Regions from separate parts of the Mus musculus genome. Here region 1 is linked to region 2. Evidence: chromatin contacts called from public HiChIP or PLAC-seq data. All regions are on one chromosome and are shown on one strand. Each heading gives the region's core, a stretch centred on a gene start, on an enhancer-like site or on the middle of the called end of the contact. The rest is flanking DNA. Distances are from core to core; before and after follow the strand shown.

The links. HiChIP or PLAC-seq counts read pairs in DNA pulled down with a chosen protein or histone mark.
Region 1: an H3K27ac HiChIP or PLAC-seq map of trophoblast stem cells shows a contact between it and region 2, with 2.8 times the contacts expected there. The contact joins the enhancer-like site here to the promoter of Utp20 in region 2. A contact is called at or near these places in 6 of 39 promoter capture datasets (the 3T3-L1 cell line, 3T3-L1-derived adipocytes, embryonic stem cells and 3 more), 4 of 484 Hi-C or Micro-C datasets (cortical neurons, embryonic fibroblasts and uterus) and 3 of 115 datasets of contacts at active chromatin or transcription factors (embryonic stem cells and trophoblast stem cells).

Annotation. Positions count from the first base shown.
Region 1 is chr10:88,958,581-88,963,018 of GRCm38.p6, forward strand. It overlaps Ano4 (anoctamin 4), which reads right to left. Exons shown (of 28, transcript NM_001277188.1): 25 at 2,002-2,121. Among named protein-coding and RNA genes, the nearest start is that of Slc5a8, 75 kb to the left of the region's middle. Within about 2 kb of position 2,356, at least 4 of the 459 cell types and tissues checked have an H3K27ac peak or open chromatin away from gene starts, as enhancers often do. A contact at or near this core is called in trophoblast stem cells, where this site is marked.
Region 2 is chr10:88,824,867-88,828,986 of GRCm38.p6, forward strand. Utp20 (UTP20 small subunit processome component) reads right to left here and starts at 1,948. Exons shown (of 62, transcript NM_175158.3): 1 at 1,740-1,948; 2 at 552-632. The coding sequence starts at 1,784.

The sequences.
Region 1 (4,438 bases), core at 1,106-3,605, 130 kb after region 2:
GCCAGACTTATGAAACAGGAAGCAAAAGCTGAAAAGTGTTCTATACTTTATTTTTATTTTTCCATTTATTTATTTATTCATTCATTTTACGTCCCAATCACTGCCCCTCTCCTGGTCTCCCCCCTCACACTATCCTTCTCCCTTGGCTCAGCCATTAAAGGGTCACAATCTTTGGGCTCACAACCAAAACTAAACTTTTATATTTTTAAATAACAAAAAGGTTTTAGAAGTAAGCCTTTTTTTTTTCTTTTCTTTTCTTTTTAGATAGGTTGGCCTCGAACTCAAGGTGTAACCAAAGATGCCTTGAACATCTGACTCTCCTGCCTCTACCTTCAGAGTGCTGGCATTCAGGTCTATGTCACCCTACCTAGTTTTTGTGTTGCTGGAGATGGAACCCAGGGTTTCATTTATGCACAAGTACTCCAACACCTGTCCTATATCTCAGTCTAGTAAATGGCTTTTAAGTTAAAAGAATACTTACCATTTAACAAATAAAAATACCAGTTCCAGGCAGGAATTACCCTTTATTGAGCTAATGCCCAGTGAGGTCCCATAGATTACAGGCTACTATCAATGCTCTCAGTTACCCTCCGGGAACTTTACAGTAAGACCCTATTGCTAATGGCACCAAATATTTGAGTCATTGAACATGGATTCAGCAAGCTGGTACTGACTTCATCCCAACAGTGCTGAGAGGTGCTCTGTACACTGCTGGAAGAGTGAACTGATGATTACTCTTATCCAGCTGTGAACTCTTTGGGCTACAATAATATCTGACCTGGTAAGACATGTTCACTGGTACAATAATGATATAAAGTCACGGGAGTAACCAGCCACTTTCTGATTGGAATTAAGGCCTGCTTCGCAAGCTGAAATTCATACTGGCTCTGTTATATGGCCAAGAACATGTGGCTAGATAGGCCATAGTCCCTCGGGGAGAACCTACTACCATGGGGACTAAATGGGGATAGTATTAAACTGATACCTATAGTTTAGTGCATTTCTGAGCCCAGATAAAAGAAACACGGAGACTGACAACTAGAGATGATTCAGAGAATAGGATACTGTAGAGTGCTCGATCCATTTTAAATGGGACATGTATATTACTCCCCTCCCCCCAAAGCTCAGGGATCACTGTGGACCAGGGTGGAAAGACTCTGAAGGTCAGAGATCGTGAGTAACTCTAAGGAAACATGTTTTCTGGATAGAGCAAGGCAGTTGCACAAATGAATTCACAGTGATTGTGACAGACCTATGGAAGCTCAAACCAGACAAAATACTAGCGTGGATAGGGAAAGTGAGCATGAAGTCCAGACCTTGAGTGAGAAGCTATTGGCAGTGGCTGTCTGCTGGATGGACAGTCGGTTTTCTTTAAGAATGTAGCTCTATTGGAACATGGTCCACCATGCTCCAGTGGAACGCCACATATCCAAGAACACGTGGGCTTAACAAGCTAACAATTTTTAAAAAGGACACAAAATCGGGTGCGGAGAGAAATGGGGATGAATGTGATCAAATTATACTGGACAACATTCTCAAATAAAAAACTAATACAAATTAAAACATCAGCAGGTGATGATTAATACCCTCAGGACTGAGAAACACTGCTTTATTTTTGTATTATTTAATTTTTATTAAAAAAATTAACCAAATGAGACATAATCTATATTGTTCTGACATGTTCCATGAAGGTTTTAATTACCTTTATTCTCTCTGAAGCATATTTTTCTTGGGCAGGGAATATAAATTATATTTACCTTTGGTTTGCTAGAACTTCATTTGTACACCAACCATGTATATACCCAACAAAAAATTTTAATATATTTTCTGCCCAAACACTGGGTGTTTTTTCTTTTACTGGAAACATATTTTTTTATACTGTATATTTTGATTATGAGAACCACTGCTTTAAAAACACTCAGCCAGAAGGCCTGTCAGCAAAAGCTTCCCATGCTAGAGCCATGCGAACTTAGCAGAAAGCGTGGTGAGGTTCACACTCACCTGCAGTACTTCAGAGGGGTTCCTGAGAACTCACTGCCATCAGACTCTGGCTCCGACCGATTTTCAAAGTCAGAAATTCGGAACACAGACAAGCTGGCATTCACATAGCCAACCATGCACCTGAAAGAGATGCTGATTGTATACTTACAGCAGTACTCATCCCCTTTACCTCTGTGTTACAACGCCTTTTCAATTAGCATCTCCTTCCACAGCAATGCTATGCCCTGGGTGTGTCATAGCCTTCCGGGCCTCTGCTTGTGTTTCCTTTTTCTTTGGAACCCCTTCTCCTTTGTTTGGAAGTGTAAATGTGACTTATCTTTAGTGATCAACCAAAACAGCACCTATTCCGAGAAGATTTCCTCACCCAGAGTCAGAGTGACTCACCCACTTCTGTCTGAAGCGCCACTACATTTAGATCAGGATTATCCTTGAGTTTGTGCTCATGTTGGCTGCACACATATGTCTTCTCCCATGAACTGCAGGATTGTGGGAGTGGAGTGGATGCCTTACGTTTTTATTTTAGAATCTAGCGGTTTTACACACTCAGGAAATCCAGAAACATGGAATCTAGTTAACTTGATGGGAGGAAAATGACATGTCAGAGATTCTATCGATCTACCTGATGGGATGAGGGGAGGGAGGGAGGGAGGGAGGGAGGGAGGGAGGGAGGGAGAGAGAGAGAGAGAGAGAGAGCTCCTAACAACCACTCTGTCAGCTTCCTTCCTTCTTATACTTTTTAGAGTACAAATTAAGGGGTTTCATGACAACATTTTCAGATGACTGTTCTTTGTTCGTATTTACTTTATATAATTCTTTAATTAAAATAATTTACTCATCATTATTACTAATGTAACAATAATGTGTGTGAGAAAGCATGTGGGAGAAAGAGGGAGAGGGGGAGGGAGAGAGGAAGAAGGAGAGGGGCAGGGAAAGGGAGGGAGAGGGGGACGGAGAGGAAGAGAGGGAGAGAGAATGGCTGCGTGTGTGTGTGTGTGTGTGTGTGTGTGTGTGTGTGTGTGTGTGAGGGAACACATGCCATGGTGCCTCTTAGGAGGTCAGAGGATATCTTTTTGGAGTCAGTTCCCTCTGTCCATATTTACATGGATTTAGGGAGAGGGGTGTTGAACTCAGGTTGCAAGGCTTTGTGTAGCAAATTCCTTTGCCTTCTGAGTCATCTCACCGGCCCCACCATAATGTAATTCTTTAAGTGAAAAGAAAGTTCACCATCTATTATTCATGGATTAAATGACACCAAGTAGCAAAGCACATAGTCCTATATTTGGCCAAATGTAAGATAGCCGTGAGTGGTGGTTACTCCTGTTACGTACACTGTGCCTTCTGCAGGTCAATACATATTGTGGAATGAATAAAACATGGTGTTCAGAGCGTCTTCATTATCACATCTGATGTGACCCTAAGCTACTAAATCTTAAGCCAAAATGATGACACAAGCGATTTCCAAAGCATATGGCTTCTTCATATTATGCCCAGGATATCCTCATCATGGCCTTTATTATCCACTGTCCTCATCATGGCCTTTACAAAGATGAGCTGAGCTTGAAGAACCATTCGCCCAGACACTTGAGGGTCAAACACATAGTCAGCAGAGATGCAACATTCCCCAGTCCTCCCTACTTCTCCCTGAAATGGTGGTCTAGAGGATGACTGGATGAACTGTCTAGATCTGGGCATGCAGACATACTAACAGCTTGGTGACAGCTGTTGCAGAGAGAGCTGGTGTTTTGACACACAGAATTTAGTCGTCATCCTAGTTGCTGAGCAGTGGTCTGGGAACAGGCAAAAGCCAGCCAGGTCCAGTACTGACATGGAATATTTATAGCTCTGCCTGTACTCTTCTCTCACAAACCAACTCCAAAGCTTTACAGAGATTCAAGCCATTGTCTTCTGGTTTTGTTTAAAATGTCCACTGACAAAAATCTAAATTCTAATACGCTACCTGTCTTAGGAACGACATCGTTCATCTTTTACGAAAAGAAGTAAAAAAGAGAATAAATCTGTGAACCAATTTACTAAGCATATTCATGTAATGGAGGCATAAAGCCATGTTGGAAATATGTTTTCAGTGGCTGGTTACTCACACACACATAGAATTAAATGTGGACCTAGTATACAAGCATATTGTCATCTTCTTTCTATAACATCTCAATCGTCACAGGAGAAGGGCCACTGATACTGAACTGTTTCCCTGATTCTTTTTACAAGGGTAGAAGCCCATCATTGCCATATTAGAAAGTTGAGTCTGCTATAAATGTAGAGATTTGGAATTTCATACTTTGGTTTAGCCACAGTGCAGCCAGTGATGTCTGTCCATTTGTCACAGTTGGAGGACCATAAAGGGCAGGCTGATGTTATGCTTACTTGGTTTGCTGGGATATGCTCTGAATACCCACTACCATTTTGAGAGAGAGAGAGAGAG
Region 2 (4,120 bases), core at 698-3,197:
GACTGAGGTTAGGGTTAAGGCTTTTAAGAAAGGCTAGCAGAAGCACTAAGGGCTTGGTGCAGCAAAAAGGAAAACCCTTCTTCACAGAAGATGGCAGGTATGTGGTTAGAACCAGAAAAAAGTGCAGTTTAGTATCTTCGAGAGGAAGGAACTAAACACCAGGAAAGTGATTTCACTAAAATCACTTTAAAATCGGAGCTGCCAAAAAGTACAGGTCTGTAGACCCACTCGCAATGGACATGAGAAAAGAAGAGTTTCCAGTAACAAAACCCAATTGAGAATCAAGTCAAGCCAAGTCAAGTTCAACACGGCATCATCCGACTGAACAAGGCCAGGATGAACATGCACCATCTGGTATGGTACTCCTCTCGAATGATTCCAGCTAGCTGCATATAGCTATTGAGGGATTTAGGTTTAAAGTGAATGAACATATTTGCTGTGTGTGGTTTTTTAATTAGACAACACAGGTCTAAATCACTGCATGTACATTACAAATGGCTTGAAAAACAGCTTACTTACATTGGTGAGAGAAATTTAAAACTCCCTCTTACCTCGTCATAGCTTGCAGTTCTGTCGATACGGTGAATAATATCAATGTTCACATTCCCCAGTCTCTCTGCAAATGTAAGAAACTGCAGAGAAAAAGCATATTTAAGACATATTAGCATTCAATGCTTATCAGGTTTTGATATCTGCTGGAGTAAAACTACACCATAATCACATCAAATTCTGAACACAGAACGTTTTAGAGCTTCAGTGAGCAACCTCTGGACCATCACCACAAACAACAGTACCCTTAGCGTATCATTTCAGACCCGTGGTTTCTATTGGTCATAAAATATGTAACTTTTTAAAATAAGAGCAGCTATTACTTATGAAACACAAAAGGTAAATGTAAGAACTCTAAACAAAAGCAGTTACTACTTGAAGATAATAAATACTTGTACTTTTTGCATAACTTACTTCATCTGTATTTCTTTTTTCTTTTAACTTAAGTACCCTTGGAACAGGCTATGTAGCCAACGATGACCTTAAAATTTAAGTTCAGACCCTCTTGCTTCTACATCCCCAGGTCTGGGGTAACAGGCATTTAGCCATCACACCTGTTTTTGTTGTAACTGTTGTTGTTTTTAATGGGGATCCAACCTAGGGCTCCCTGAATGTTATTCAAACACTCCACCAACCGATCTACCTCCTACATTATGTTTTATCAAATACAATTTCCACACAGACTGGAACCTGGACGAACGCTTTCACACCACACCGAAAGCACAGGGATCTCGCTAAGTTGTGGGAACAGGTATATTTTTTAAAAACAGACAGACTCAGTTACAAAAGGGCTTGGAAAGGCATTATAAAGTACAACAGTAGCCAGCAGAAGTCATTCGCCACTTGCCAGCTCGCTCTACCCTCCTCTGTTCAGTCTTTAAAGTTAGAAGGGGGACTCGGTTGCAGACGATCCCCTGGGCCAATCAATTTGAGCCTGGAGTGAAGGGAGTTGCCCAGACAGGCCAGATCTCACCGCTAAAAGGCGGACTCTGGAATTCAAGTTTCCTCACTCCCCTGCGAACTAATGTTTTTTTTTTTTTTTTATACTGGCATAGTCTCCCATTTTCGCCAGAGCCCCGGGCAAGCGATTCCGGCTCTGCCCGGACTTGCAGGCCCTGGGGTTAAGGCGATCAGCTGGTCAGGCAGAGGCAGGGCGAACCGCGGCTCCGGGCCCAAACTCCCGCGCTCACCCGGTATGTGTTCTCGGTCTTGTGCGAAAGTGGCTTTGGCTTCATGGCTGCGGCGGGACAGCGGCCCGCGAGGGTCTCAGGACGACAGGAAGGGATCCGCGGGCACTGCGGAGGAGAAAGTTACTCCCACGCGGTACTCTCCAATGCTCCGGTGCCTGCTTTTCCTCACGTGTAGTTAGTGCCGCTGGGCGCCGCCATGTTGGAAAGCCAGGATGTGTGGGTCATGTGGGCGGAAGAGGCGGGCCGAGCATGCGTGCTCTTCCTGATTGTCAGTCGTGCAGTTTGCGGATGTACAGTTTTTGCTACATGAGAAGTTGGCCAACACAAAACAAACTCAGTGGTATTTTTGTGGACGTTTTGTTTTGTTTTGGACATTGTTTGTCATATTTGTCATTTGCCTGTTGGTCTTGATTTTCGTTTTTGTAGATTGGTGGTGATGGTGGGGTTTGGTTTGGTTTGGTGTTTTGTTTTTTCAAGACAGGGTTTCTCTAATCCTGGCTGTCCTGGAACTCACTGTGTAGACCAGGCCGGCCTCGAACTCAGAAATCCGCCTACCTCTACCTCCCAAGTGCTGGGATTAAAGGCTTATGCCACCACTGCCCAGCGTCCTTCCTTCCTTCCTTTCTTTCTTTCTTTCTTTCTTTCTTTCTTTCTTTCTTTCTTTCTTTTTTAAGAGAGAAGAATGTACAGTTGAATGGGTTGGGAGAATCTGAGAGGAGTTGGGAAAGGGAAAAACACGATCAAAATATATTGTATGAAAATTTTTAATAAAAAGGATAAAAGGGTTTTATTATAGAAAGAAAGCATAACCGTCACAACCTAGCATTAACTGCTGCTCGATACATACCGTGCACCATCAAAAGCTGTTTCCACCCATAATACAGTAATGCTGGTTATAAACTCAAAACGTGAAGTGTATGTTTGTTTGTTTTTTTTAAGCCCCCTTGGCATGCAAGGAAACCAAAGTTGGGCATCTTGTAAGTGACGATCTTCATTCACACGCAGACTCCGAGGTCCAGGTTTTAGTTTAGTACTAGAAAATAAAATCTGGCTCTTCACGAATGCCAGGAAGCAGCTCTACCACTAAGCTAGATCCTACAGCTCTTAATCATATATATAGAGAGAGTGTGTGTGTACAGTCGATGAGCCATGGAGTTATTTGCACAAAAATTGATGGAGGAAGGTCCAAGTGCAAAGTCCTTGAGATAAGATTTCATCCTAGCCTGGCTTGTGAGTAGTCAGAGCCCATCATGGGTAGAATACAGTGAATCAAGATATCTTTGCCTCCATTTATTACCTTTCCCATTGTAATCCATTTTAATCCATGGGAGTTCTGGGTATTTCTTCAAATCATGAAACAGTTCCCATGACTTTTGAACTGGGTTTGGTTGGCCAATCCATCATCATTTTATATTTTCTGTCCCCATGAGTTTTGTTTTGTTTTGTTTTGAGACAAAGTTTTTTTGTATAGCCTTGGCCATCCTTTCACTGTAGCCCAAGTGGGTTTCAAACTCAAAGAGCCCCCTGTCTCTGCTACTCAGTGCTGGGATCAGAAGTGTGCACCACCAATCACCACCCAGCTCCCTTCCTCATGATTCTCTGTGTTAAAGAGTAAGGTGTAAAACTGCCCCAATTATATACAAGTCAAACAATCCAAACGGAAATAACACTAGTAAGGTTCCTTATTCATAATAGACTTTGAATGTCTGAAATAATCCCGCATCCATTACCTCTCTGGTGTTTATGACAGCCCTGTGAGGTAAGCAGAAAGATATAATTGCCTTCCTATCATACAGAAAGAAATGAAATAGTCCCAGAGAAATTAAGCAATTTTGCCAAGGTCATGTGCTTTTGCTTGCCAATGCCAGAGCTTCTTACTCAGGCTTCAAAGGCCCTGGCACAATACTCATCTTCCCAAGTGATAAATGGTTGGCACTGTATAGCTCTCATGCTGCCCCAAGCACTGTTGCAAGTGTTTCCCATATGATGACTCATTTACTCTTCCTACCAGGTAGTTCTATTATCTTCATTTACCAATGAGGAAGCTAAGAGACAGACTGGGTAACTTGGCAGAGACTAGCTAACCCCATAAGGAAGTCAGAGTACCCAACAGTTGCAGGCAATGTCAGGATTTGTACTCTTAGTCTATGCACTATGCTACCAGAGGATTTGGGAAAAAGTTTTGTGATTCAGGCCATTGTGGGCACAGCTCAAGAGTCTTTGAGATCAAATCCAGAGATCCATTTACTCCTTAGATTGTTGCAAGCCCTTCCTGTGATGTCTATAGCCTCTTGGTCTTATTATCCACTTAATGTGATTGGGAGATATAATTAAATCTTTGTCCTTAAACTACTTATCTGTGTGGAAGAAACAAGGCTGAG